Regions from separate parts of the Zea mays genome. Here region 1 is linked to region 2. Evidence: chromatin contacts called from public Hi-C data. All regions are on one chromosome and are shown on one strand. Each heading gives the region's core, a stretch centred on a gene start, on an enhancer-like site or on the middle of the called end of the contact. The rest is flanking DNA. Distances are from core to core; before and after follow the strand shown.

Region 1 (6,267 bases), core at 1,151-3,650, 270 kb before region 2:
TAGGATGGGATTTAAGGTTTAGTTATTTGTTTCATAAATTACATTAAAATAGCCATTTTAGCACATTATTTTGTCTAATGACTTGTTTTTGTTCTTACATTATGTTTCCATTAGCAGCTGTTTGGTATTCTGGATTAATCCCTGTCATCACGACATTGTTTCTATGCTGTTTTCAAGTCGTCCGATTAATCACGATTAATCTTCCAAGTCGGTTGGGACCAATTGCGATTAATCATCCAAGTCGTCTGACTAATCATGATTAATCGTCCAAGTCGGTCAACCAGAACGACAAGCAAGTCGTCCGACTTGGAAACAATTGTGGGCATCAATGGTTTTGTTAAAACATAATACTAGCCACTATTTCTATTATAATTTGTGTATTATAAATGACAGTGAAGCTATATTATTATGAAATAAAATTACCATTTGATAAATCAGTTCATATAATCCAAAAGGATGACCCTAGTCAATTTTTAGAAAATTTTACCATATGCGACCGAAAATTTCAACCTTGCCCGACTGTTAAGTATTTGATTACATGTGATATGTTGTTGTGGTGTCATATGCTGTTCAGCTTAACCATTTCAGTCCCTTCTTAGTTCCAGATGTGCATTTTTAGTCGTCGTTTGACATGTGCTAAAGCGATTGCTTGCACTTTGCTCTGTAGGTATACTCAATTGAGGACAGTGATCAGTGTCTCATAGGCACAGCGGAAATTCCTGTTGGAGGCATCCACATGGACTCAATACTTGCCGAATCCGCTTTGCCTTTAAAATATGTAGCATATTCACACTGTTTTCGCACAGAAGCAGGTGCAGCAGGTGCTGCCACTAGGTTGGTCTGTTCTCCTTTTGCCTGAGGTTATGAACTTTTTGCTTATTGATTTATGATTATGAAGATTTATCATTGTATGAAGATGTATATTTGGTTTCTTTTATTTTGAATGGTTAAAAAGTGTGATAAAAGCAAACTTTCACATGCTCTGCATTGAGATTAATTTTTTTACAGTACGTTTTAAAGTTGCTAAGTTTATCGTCTTGTCATGAACAGGGGCCTCTATCGGGTACATCAATTTAGCAAGGTTGAGATGTTCATATTCTGTCGGCCAGAGGAGAGTGGAAAATGGCATGAAGAACTTATTACAATTGAAGAGGATCTTTATGCATCACTTGGACTTCATTTCAAGTGATTCCTATTCCTTTTTAATTCCTTTGCCATGTCCATTTTTGAGAGGAAATCCCATGCCACAGATGTACTGATGCCAACATTCCCCTTTTGTAGAACTCTGGACATGGCAACTGGGGATCTGGGTGCACCAGCCTACCGGAAATTTGATATCGAGGCGTGGATGCCCGGCCTAGAGCGTTATGGTGAGGTAAGGGGCAAATATCCAGGCCTGTATACATCTTGTCAACATTTCCTTGAATCATGCTGATGATTCCTGACCAAACTTTGCAGATCTCCAGTGCATCAAATTGTACCGACTACCAAAGTAGGCGACTAGGCATCCGTTACCGCCCATCACCCTCGGAGCCTCCATCAACGAGCACCAAGAAAGGGAAGGGAGCTGCCTCAGGCCCTACGCAGTTCGTCCACACGCTCAACGCTACAGCAGTGGCGGTGCCTCGTCTGATAGTTTGCATTCTAGAGAATTTTCAGCAGGGCGATGGGTCGATTGTGGTTCCAGAGCCACTAAGACCCTATATGGGTGGACTAGAGTTGCTCTCCCCAAAATTCAAGTGACCCTCTACGGTCACCCGCTGTTGTGCTTGTGTGGACTTAGAACTGTCTGGCTGAAGTACAAGTTAAAGGAAGGTCATTTCTCACTACAAATATACACTACTGAGTTTCGTGATTGGGGCTTCTGTTTCATAAGCAGTCGACTACTCTGATCTAATCTGCATAGCATTATACTGGTCGGTTACTCTGATCTGCATAGCACTACAAAGCTTATGTGCATGCATTAGGCCCTCTATGGTTCCCAAGAATCGAGTGACATTTAAAAGTAATCTAATGCTCCTTACATTCTAATGCCATGTTTGTTTCCTCCCTAGATTTTGGGACTGTTTGGTTCAGTGTGATACAGTTTGGAGGGGAATTCGTCCGTAGGAGAGAGTGATTTCTCGTTAGAGTTACCGAGCGCCGCCTGAATCGCCTTGCGTCGTCGTTGAGCCCCTGTCGCTGCTTCTGTTCTGGTGAGAACCTTCTCGCTTGCTTTGCCATGTTCCTCTCTATGAATAGGACTATTCGGTGTTCGATTTGTGTGCGAGATGGTGTGAATGCCATGCGCCGGTGGGCGTCGTCGCAGTAGGCCAACAAAGAACGCTGATGCAACTCGGGTCAGAGGGGTAGAAGACGCACACGTGCCGTAGATCGGCAAACTAACGGTCAGGATTAGATCCTGAGCGTACCCCTTCGCTCTTTTAATCTGGACCCTACATCCTTGACTGGACGACCTAGATTAGGTAACGTAAAGCCACCGAGTCAACTTTGCTAAAAGCCCCTGTGTTAGTGTGATATGAACCTGTAGTACTGGCGCCGTTATAGGGGATTTAATTTAGGCCCTTTTTATTTACAACTTAGACCCTTAGATTTTAGAATATAGAATCTGCCATCCTACTAGAGTATTTTTACCCCAAGCCCCTCAAGTTTACACTTATAATTACGTAGCAACCCCTAGACTTCACAAATAGGCCCATGAACCTATGTTTTTAATATAAAATCAACATCAGAACTTATTTTATCCATATCTTTTGCGTTTTAACTCCGATTTTATGTTCTCAAACCTACGAATTCGTCTCGACGCGTAGAATCATAATATGCAATTTGATTATCTATTTGGTATAATGTGATTTTTATTTATATTTTGTTTAATTATATTGTTACGAATAGACGAGAAAGTGAGCGAGTAACCTGAAGCCTAACAGTTTGAGGGATCTGAGCAGGAGCTCATAGTAGAAGGCAAGTGTATCCTAGATCACATTGTTTTGACATAATAGTATTTACTGTTATGTTCTCACCCATGCATGTATAGTTAGGTTAACTTGATGGGAACCTAATAGGTTACTTAGAATTGTTTTCCCTATACCTTGTTTATACCTGGTTCACTTATTATTGGTAGATTTGCTATTGCTATACTTGATTATGGAATAATGTTACATGTGGAACATTGATCATGATTTATTATTGACTTAATTGTTATGCATGATAAGATCATTTTGTTTAATTGAAACATAAAGAACCACCTAGGAAAACATTGCTACCACAAGACTATTATGACTCTGGTCTTGGCTAATTAATTAGGGAAGCTAGTGTGTGAGAATCTTATCCGAAAGGGGCAAGCGGGGAGGAGTTGCTCAAGTATAGGGAGGTTCTCAAGATGATCTGTTTGTGATAGCATTTTGGACGATTGATTCCTGTACCACCTCTACCTGAAATCGTAGCGGTTTTTCTCATACTAATGGAACTTTGTAAAGGCCTCATAGTAGATACCTAGTCATTCACCTTGGAAGTGTCTAAGGGTCTAGCTAACCCAGGCTAGAAGGGATATATGACTTGTGGGTAAAGATGTGCAATCTCTACAGAGTGTAAAACTGATATATCAACCACGATCATGGTTACGAGCGGCTTGGACACTCACATGATTAACATATGGAATTAAATTTTAACTTTTCATGCATGTGGTTGGTTTATGGGTAACAATTTTGTTATGATCCTTTCTCTAATTGGGTTGGTATTACTTATACCTAGTAATTGCTAATAAAATTTTGACGAACTTAATTAAAAGCTAATGCTTAGTTTTAGCCTTTTCTACATGACACTTATTCCTACACACTTGTCGAGATCACGCTATAAGTGAGCTCACCTTAGCTATAATTGTTGTTTAGATCAGGAACATGAACATGTATAGCCGGAGGAGGATTATTATGATGAATTCGATGAGTTCTAGGTCGTCGTCTCCTAGTCAACTACACATGTAGAGAGGTTGTCTTCGATCAGTTTATTTTATTTAGTTATTTTATATAAAGATATTTTATTTATGTAATAAAGATCATCATATGTGTGAAACTTGATCCTGACACACATGTGATATACATCTTGATTTATCCTTGAATCCGGGTTTGACAGTAACGAAAATGAACCAAAACAAACAGACAAATAAATAACGAATTGAAATTGGACATATAAAGCAAAAACATCGCTACATAGAGTATAAAAAGTAGTGTGATGATCAATTGAAACATCTCATCTAGAGATATGGAAATAATATACATATGTAATCAATTATGGATTAATTTGTTGTGATGTGACAAAGTTGTCTATGATTTATTCATTGTATTATCTAAAACAAGATATTATATAGGGATAAAAACGAGGTATATTGACCAAAAATAAAAAAGCAAAAATGGATCTCTTCAACTATTATCCTCATTTAGCTTGATCTGGAAAAGTTACCCTCATAAGATACATACCTAACAAAGACATTGCTAGTTGATATAGTCATATTGGTTGTTGCTGTGCAATGTTGTCGCTATGTCAACTCAATCACCATAAAAACACCAGGAAGATGAGGAGGAAGTAAGGAGTTGTGTTGTTGATACTTCCCAAAAACATGATTGTTGTCCTTCACCTGAGTAGATAAACACTTCGACAATAGTTGTTTCAAAGGCCTGCTCTCCCAGAACTTGTGTGCACAAGTGCTAGAGCGGATCAATACTCATCTGATAGTTGAGCAGCGATAGAGAAGTGATCCGAGAGCAAATATAGGATGGGTTTTATATAGGTGAGTCAATAGACTTGAACAGTCATTGAGTGGCCAGAGAACGAGAGAGCTAAAAGGGCATGAGAGATTATAGGTTAGATAACTTTGTCATCAAGATATAACTTCTTAAATTAAATTCTGAAACTCCTACTGTTCCATCAAAAACTTATGCGCTCTAAGTGCAACGGTAGTTTGTATATTTGTCCACAACAACGCTACACAACACCACAACCATGACTACAATCGTGTTGCGCCACACCATGCCTCACCTTGCAACGCCACACCTCACCTCGACGGAGGCGGCACGCCCATGGATGTGACACACCTTTACCTTTTTCTCAACCATTAAAGTTAGACATATATGCCCATCTATATAAACCATGTAACCATCCCATCAACCATCCATATGGTGTTAAAGGATCATACATAGTTTGTTTAATTCGACCCTTTAGAATTATTAAATACTTTAGATGGACCAAGCCCATAAAATGCTAACGATCCCTACTAAAATCTAAACCACGTATTGGACAAACTCAAATCCACTGTTCTTTGATATATTAGGGTTTTGGTGCAGACTGTTAAGTTGAACATCCATCTAAAACATGGGTTACACCCATTCACATCTAAATAATAGACTGTGCCTTCAATTCACAATTTTGCATGAAGTGAGTTTCACCAAAGTTCTTATCTCATATAAGTCACACTTCAAAGCCTTTCATGAGTATCTAGAGATTACCCACATATCATAGATTGTGACTTGCAGTCAAACTCATATAGGTGTGTTCCTTCTAGAATGTTCTGTAGGATAACATCCCTGCTTAGATAAGTCACTCATATCATATTAAGATTTTAGTTAGCCTACCATACATCACCAGATAATTGTGCACATCAAATTACGTAGATTTTATTTAAGTAGTCTCTCCATCAGTCATCCTCTAGCTTGTTTCACCATCCTACATCACAAGATCTCTAATCACATAGAACATGCTACCACCATGGAATGACATTAAGTGGGTCTCAAGCCCATCTTCCTCGATGCACCTTATACCACATTATGTGATAAATCTTTTGTAAATTTATCTACCAAATTCTTAGATGTACGAACATTGTTCAATATAATTACTCTAGAATTTCTTAGTTTTCTGACAGATTTCAATCACTTTTTGACATGTTTGTAGACTTTATGTTATCCTTAGAATTGTTCACTTTTGTTATTACTGTTTGATTATCATAGTTCATAGAGATAATCAGTACTGTTTTTTTAACTACTGGTAAATCCATATGGAGTTCATGAAGGCACTTAGCTTCAATTGTGGTAGTATCCAATGTTGTGAGTTTTGCTTCTATTGTTGACCTTGTTAAGATGCTTTGCTTGCAAGACTTCCATGAAACAACCACACCTCCAAGTGAGAACACTTATCCACTTGTGGCATAAATCTCACCAACATCAGGTATCCTGTTTGCATCACTATAACACTCTAGTGCCCTTGGGTACATGTTATAGT
Region 2 (6,843 bases), core at 503-3,002:
GCCTCGGTATCCGGTTACCGCGGGCAGGGACACCATGTTTACAGTAGTTGTACGATACTAGGACGATGTCATATATATAGCCAGTGAGTGGTGATGAGTGACGACCCGACCAAACGGCCCCATGCATTGTGATTCTGGACTCTGGAGTTGGGATCAAATATACTTATATATAGACCCGCAGGATGGAGCCAGACAAAACCAGGAGCCTCTGCTATTATACGTCTATACATTGTGTAAATGATCATACAAAGTAAAGTATTATTTTGCACTATAAATTATACTGTTTGTATAGTAGAGTTTAAAATATATAGGGAGTGGGATAGCGAGTTTAGTAGAGCTTACGATTCATTAAAAACGTATTTGGATTTAATTCATCTAACCAAACACTTTCAGCTCACCGTAATTCTGATTCACTAAATTAATGGGGCGCGGAGGATACTCCACCAACACTCATGGGCCCCTCCCATTATACATAATACAATACCAGTATTAGAATGTTTAGGGGCTCCCCAGCAGCTCCAGATTCACAAAAACAGCTCCACTTTATGAAAAGTTAGCCAAATAGTTCACATTCACAAATGTAGATTCACCAAATTATTAAATCTAGCATTACCAGACATAGCTACTTTGCCGAGTGCTTCAGCCTAGAAAATACTTGCGAAAAGAAGTCTCAACGAACTGTATATCGGTAGCTGCTTCTTTGCCGAGTACTTTTTGTCGGCCACTCAGCAAAGGCTTTGCCGTATGCCACGAGACACTCGACAAAGAAAAGTCGTCGTCACGACGCCAGGTAACGGTGTCGGAGCCTTTGCCGAGTGTCTACACAAATAGGGGCTAAACCCTAAACCCCTATAGGGGCTAGATTCACTATTTTGGTGGAGCTCCTCAAGAGGTGTTTCACCGGCTCCAATTTGGTAGAATTCTCAAAATTACCCGCTAATGTCATTAGTTACACAAAAACTGGTTCACTCTTTTTCTTTCTTTGATTCTGTCGCTTCCTCTTCTATCGACGCCTCCGTCTCCTTCAACTCTGGTCGCACCTCACTAGCACCAACCTCATCGAAAAGTCATGCCCAACCCACGCCAGCCTCACCTTGCCCTCCCCCGATCGATTGCGCCCCACCACCGACCGACCACGCTCCACCAATGTTGTGTTAGGCCTGCTCGACCTCCCCTGGTCAGTTGTACCCTACCAACACCATGTTGAGTAGCCCACCCCATCTTGCCTTGCCTTCCCTCGGTAGGTCGTACCCCGGCAATGCCATGTCAGGCCTTCTTTGCCAACACCGAGTCAACCTTGCCCTAACTGCCTCGCCTGCTCCAAGCCTACGTCAGTCATATTGTTGATCTAGTTCAAGCACTAACTTGTTAAAACTTGACAATTATACTTATGGCATAAGAGAAGATGATAGATTCAAAGTCAACAAATTTTGTGTGCCTCTCAGTTAAGCTTGTTGAAACAAAGAAATATAAGTTTTTTATATGGTTTACTTGCTTCTCAAATTGGTGCTACTTTCGCCAGTGGCAAGAACAAGTGTTGAAAATGCATTTCCAGTAATGAGTTTAGTGAAAATTAAATTGAGAAATAAGATGGTGATAGTCGTTGGGGGTGATTGTCTTGTTACATACATTGAGAGAGGGATTTTGTTTTGAAATGGATGAAGAAAACATATATAATTGAGACTTTCATGCCGTTGCGTAGACCAAGTAATATTATTGTAATCTTTATATCCATTTATAACATGTTCGGACTATTTGGCAGCTTATTTTATATCTATTTACCGAATGGACTATAAAATTACATATAAATGAATTGTACGTATATGAAATAAAAAGGTCTAGGGCCGTCACTACCGTGACGTGGCGAGCCTTGATATGTGAGGCACACTGTAGCGGAAGCGCCATCCGCCAGTACAAATTAAGCCGCCGGCAGCTAGCCAGTGTCCGCGGCTGCCACGGCACCGCACCACACGCAGAGCGGCAGAGGCACACCAGCAGCGCAACCGGCCGCGCGTGATCGATGGGCAAGTGCGTGAGGATCCGCGGCAGCAGCAAGCCGCGCGCCGCCGCCGCCGCGGCGGCGTCGTGCCTCACGCTGTGCAGCGGGCGCCGCGTGCCGCCGTCGGAGGCGTCGGCGGCGTGCAGCCCGAGGACGAGAAGCAGGCCGCGGCGCCACCGCGGGGCAGGCCTCCGGCGGTGGTGCGGCGCCAAGGAGAGCGCGTACGGCGGCAGCCCCCGGCGCCACAGGGGCGAGGGCGAGGCCGACGCGCGGAGCCCCCGTGGCCGGGTGCTCGGTGTCGGTGCCCGCCAGCAGCAGCTCTGCGCCGACGACGGGCTCGGCCAGCAGCACGAGGAGGAGGCGTCTGCGACGATGGCCGGCGACTGCGACGACGGCGCGGGCGTGGCGAAAGTGAATAAGGCGAATAAACACGAGAACGACGAGTGCGGCTGCCGCGTCGTCGGCGGCGTCGCCAGCCAGACGCCGTCGCCGTCGCCGTCGCCGCCACCGCCGCCGACGGAAACCGAGATAGAGGCCTTCTTCGCGGACGCGGAGCTGGCCGAGCGCCGGCGATTCGCAGAGGCGTAAGCACCACGTGAATTCGATTATTCCACCGCCCCACGCGCGCAGTTGGGTTGGCGTGGTGGCTAGCTGATGACTCCAAGCTAAGCTCCGCACACCCTCGCTCTGCAGGTACAATTACGACGTCGCCCTCGACCGCCCGCTGGAGGGGCGCTTCGAGTGGGTGCCGCTGCCGCTGACGGGGGGTCGGAGGTGGTAAACCCGTCACAGTCCGTTCGTTAACCTCAAGGTCAAGCAGCTAGCAATGCTCTCCTCCGACCACCCTCAGCTGGCAAACTTCAAACTGGAGTCATCACTCATCAGTAGTGCTGATTATTATCCTCCCCTGATGTCGTACGTTATTTTTTTGTAGACTGTCACTCATCCATCACTACCCCTTAATTAGATTTATTATTAGCGTATATGCAGCTGATGGTGCATGCACGTACTCTGTGATCTGTCCGTGACAAATTAAACCACATGCATAGTTTAGTACTCCATAGTATGCATGTGTGTGTAGTAACTGTGTATAGGATGATCCATTGGAGGACGCTTTCTGATGAGCTCCCCATGCTGCTAGAGCTGTGCTTATCGACCAGTTCTGCCACGCGTGATCTTTCGTTCTCCTCGATCGTCTGTTTGCTTGTTTTTTGGAGCAAGGTACGTACGTGTGTGCAAATTTTGTTGTTAATTGTGAGGAGCTGCTGGTCGTCGTCACATGTAATCTATCTCCCTCATGACAAGCTGCTTAACCAATTGCTCACAGCAGCGTCATGAGCTTGAGCTTGAGCTAGGGCTATTAATTAACAATGTTCTTCTCCGGCCGGCTAGCAGCCTGCAGCTAGTGAGCGAGGTATATAGCAGTGTGGAAATTGACACTACTGCTGTTTTCCCAGAGTTGACTGGAAAAAATCCAAACTGAAACACAGTAGCGACCTTCAGTACTCCCAATCGATTCAGGAATGGGATCCCACTGACATGTGAATTTGGCTTGGCTTCAAGCTAGCCGGCCGCCGTTGCATTGCATTGCATGCGCTTAATTACTTCGCCTCATCCTCCGCACGCACGACGACGACATGCATGATGCGCAATTGTATGCATAAGGCCTGTCATTTTATCCCGGCCGGCCGACGCAAATACTAGCCCTTTTTAAAATTTATTATCCTAGCTGGCCTTTACTTTTCACACAAAAAAAAAAGTTAACTCTACCTTCGATCCATGCATGTATTTGTTGGCCTCAACTCCACACATGAAGACAGACAAGCAGCCGGTAATAATTTCATCTTGGTTTCCAAAATTGCTCGTTATATATTTCGCAGTAGTGATAGGCTTTCGTGTGTGGGTGATGCTAGCTAGCTAGTTTCTAGTTTTTCCTTTCTTCCTCTCATGAAAAAAGGCTCAAAAGTTCATTTATATATATAGCCTAAAAAGTACGCTCGCCATGTCTTCAGTACTCAACTCCTGTCCGTTTCCATGCACCAGTACTTCTTTGTTCCTTTCACCCCCCCCCCCCCCCTCCCCTCCCCTCCCCTCTTTACACTTCGTTCATGGCATATATTGGTATCAGATGTTAATAATGGATCAGAGTAAAACTTTGTTGTGCTAATTAACCTATGTTGCTTCTAATTTACACTGCAGTAGCAATTGATGGGGTATGTATATAGTACCTTAGCTGATCCATGTGTTTGGTATGACTCCCAGTCATGTAAACAAGTCAAAAGGCACACATCAGCTAGTTGTTGGGGGCATAATTGCATCAGCAACCAAAGAAGAAGGAAAAAAAACAACAACCCCTCTCTCTCTCTCTCTATTTATCTCCCTCTCTCTCTCTCCAAAGGCAAGAAAATACAAAGGAGATGGAATCTTGGTGCATGTCCTCCCATCGCACTTTTCTGGGTGCTTAATCATTCGGTGCACTACCGGGGGTCCCTTCTGATCCCCCCTTGGTCAATAGCAGTATCCCATTATTCGAGTTGGATGCATGAACAAGAGCTAGCTTAAAGCTGTCCTCTTCTTCTTCTTTTTTTAACGTTTAACCACTAGCTAGGACGACCCTGTACGTGCAGGTTTGAGGCCAGTGATTGGTCTAGCGCGCGCGCTGGTTGTTGGTGGTGGTGCTTTGGATCGGATCTGAGGCTAGCTAGCTCATCAGCTGCCTGCTTGCTTGCTTGCTTGCTTGTTTGTTTGTTTGGTAGCTAGGGCAGGCGGGAGAGAGGCGAGCGAGCATCAGGTCGTGGTATATTCTGGGAGGGCATGGTAGCAGTACGGGTACAAAGTCCCTTGTCGTGGAGAGAAACGCATGAGTTCTAACCAGAGACCTGATGCAGGGAATATCCACTCATTCTACTGTCTAGCTAGCGCAACTCTGCTTTATCAGCAAAGTAGATTTTTTTTAGCTTTAGCTCTGTAAACAGGTTTATCGATGAAGCTAAAGCCATTTTGGTGAATCTTTTGATAAAATAGCTGTTAGTACTCGGGGGAATGTCTGTCTATATATCTTTGTATGCTATCATGACACATTCAAGGATCTTAGTATAGAAGAAGGCTGCCATATAACCCAATCACTGGAACCACACTGCTCTAGGGAGCGAATGATCTGGGACCGGCTACCCTGGCTCTAAACCAACGCAGTGGCCTAACTCTCTCAGCAACTTGATCTCCGGAAACTATGGAGGAATGAAATCTAGAGCACCATGTCATATTTATAATGACTAGGGTCGTGGCGCCCTCTACTACCTCGGAGCATTCGAGACACTCTTGAATTAGACGGTAAGAAGTCTAGGCCTCAGTTACCTCCAACGGGGCGTTTGGATCTCTTCATTTTACAGGAATTGAAATTCACTCAATAAAGTAACTTATTTAGTTTGGAATTTAACATTCCACCATTTTCCAAAGTTCAGATATAAGTTTATCTCAAATTCATAGGGTGTAGGATTGGAAATAATTTTATGCATTAGTAGAATTTGTTTCTACTTTGTAACTTACATGACTCTCCGTTTCACTCCTCTATTGTAAAAATATAGCACATAAATATTTTTCGACATCTTATTAATAATAGTGTACAAATATATTTTAAATAAATCCGAATTAACATAATTGATATATGTTTAAATTATTATTACTAGAATGGAATTCAATTACAATAATCCAAACAGGGCGTAACTAGACATGTTGCTCGGCGGGTGGGCCCATTATAGATATGCATATGACACATGCTATCGTTTCTCAGATTAAAAACGACCTGTTCTGTTTGAGTGTTTGTGCGTTTTCTTTCGGTGTGCTGCTTCCTATGTGGACTAGTAAATCTCACGTGGTTTTTTCCTTAAAGGCTCCGAAAGAAAGAAGAAAAAAGGTTCAAACTGAGTGAACTGATTTTTAAAAAGGGGCGAAAATCTGCCAGGGTGTCTCATCTGAAAAAGATCGTATCATAAATCTCCTTTGTTTTCTCAAAGTCCGAGACCATCGATGGGTTGTTTGGGCCTCATAGGAGGGACCATCTGGGGCTTCGACTCGGTAGTAATGCAAAGATGGCGCTTTCGACGCAAACAGGACCTAAGCCCATGGGCTGCCAAGTAAGGCCTTGTCGACAGATACGGTGGTCGTTGAGCGGTGAGCCCGTGAGTCCATCTCATCCTCTCTCAACATTTTTTATGATTTTTTTCTAAAAGTTAGTCATATTTCAGAGCTTTTAAATGCATATTTCTACACACAAAAAACAGTCTGGTAATTTTATTTTTATTTTTTTTTGAAAACGTGCCTTATGGTATTGGATTTGCTCAAATTGACACGACTTAAGCTCTAATTTATATAGTTTTCATTAGTGTTGGTGTTTCGAACCTCGCTCCGATAAGTAAATTTGTGTGCGCGTTCTGGGCTCCGGACGGTGTGCGCGGTGGGCGCAAGATTTGTACGGGTTTGAACATAATGTCCCTACATCCATGTTTTCGGCGGCTTGCGCTACCGCCACCATTGATGATCAATGCTAGGGTTACAAGAGGGCGAGCGAGATAGAGGAGAGGCTCACAAGTCTCTTGTTATGGAGGAGGTGGCGCTAAGGGCTACAGGGTAGAGTCTTAACTAAGTCTTGGTTTAGCGGGACTCTGGGTCCTCGTCGGTGCGTCCTTCTTCCTTCGTCGATCCGTCGTCTTCGCGTCTAGGTGTCTGTTGGGGTCTTCTTCTCCACTGAAGGTCCTCTAAGCAAAAACACATTCGGCAGGACGATATGCAAACAGATACGACATGAAGATATATGTCGAAGCTATAATTGAAAGAGTTTCGGCATG

What was found. A called contact is a pair of places that touch in the nucleus more often than the background predicts.
Region 1: a contact with region 2 is called in a Hi-C map of leaf, with 3 times the contacts expected there. The contact joins the enhancer-like site here to the promoter of LOC103652776 in region 2. A contact is called at or near these places in 2 of 25 Hi-C or Micro-C datasets (ear and leaf).

Annotation. Positions count from the first base shown.
Region 1 is chr4:6,683,249-6,689,515 of Zm-B73-REFERENCE-NAM-5.0, reverse strand. LOC542538 (seryl-tRNA synthetase) reads left to right here. Exons shown (of 10, transcript NM_001305867.1): 7 at 668-834; 8 at 1,051-1,185; 9 at 1,282-1,375; 10 at 1,459-2,028. The coding sequence ends at 1,743. Among protein-coding and RNA genes, the nearest start is that of LOC542538, 13 kb to the left of the region's middle. Within about 2 kb of position 2,400, at least 20 of the 20 cell types and tissues checked have an H3K27ac peak or open chromatin away from gene starts, as enhancers often do. A contact at or near this core is called in ear and leaf, where this site is marked.
Region 2 is chr4:6,414,291-6,421,133 of Zm-B73-REFERENCE-NAM-5.0, reverse strand. LOC103652776 (cyclin-dependent kinase inhibitor 3) reads left to right here and starts at 1,752. Exons shown (of 1, transcript XM_023302327.2): 1 at 1,752-3,189. The coding sequence starts at 2,021. The coding sequence ends at 2,587.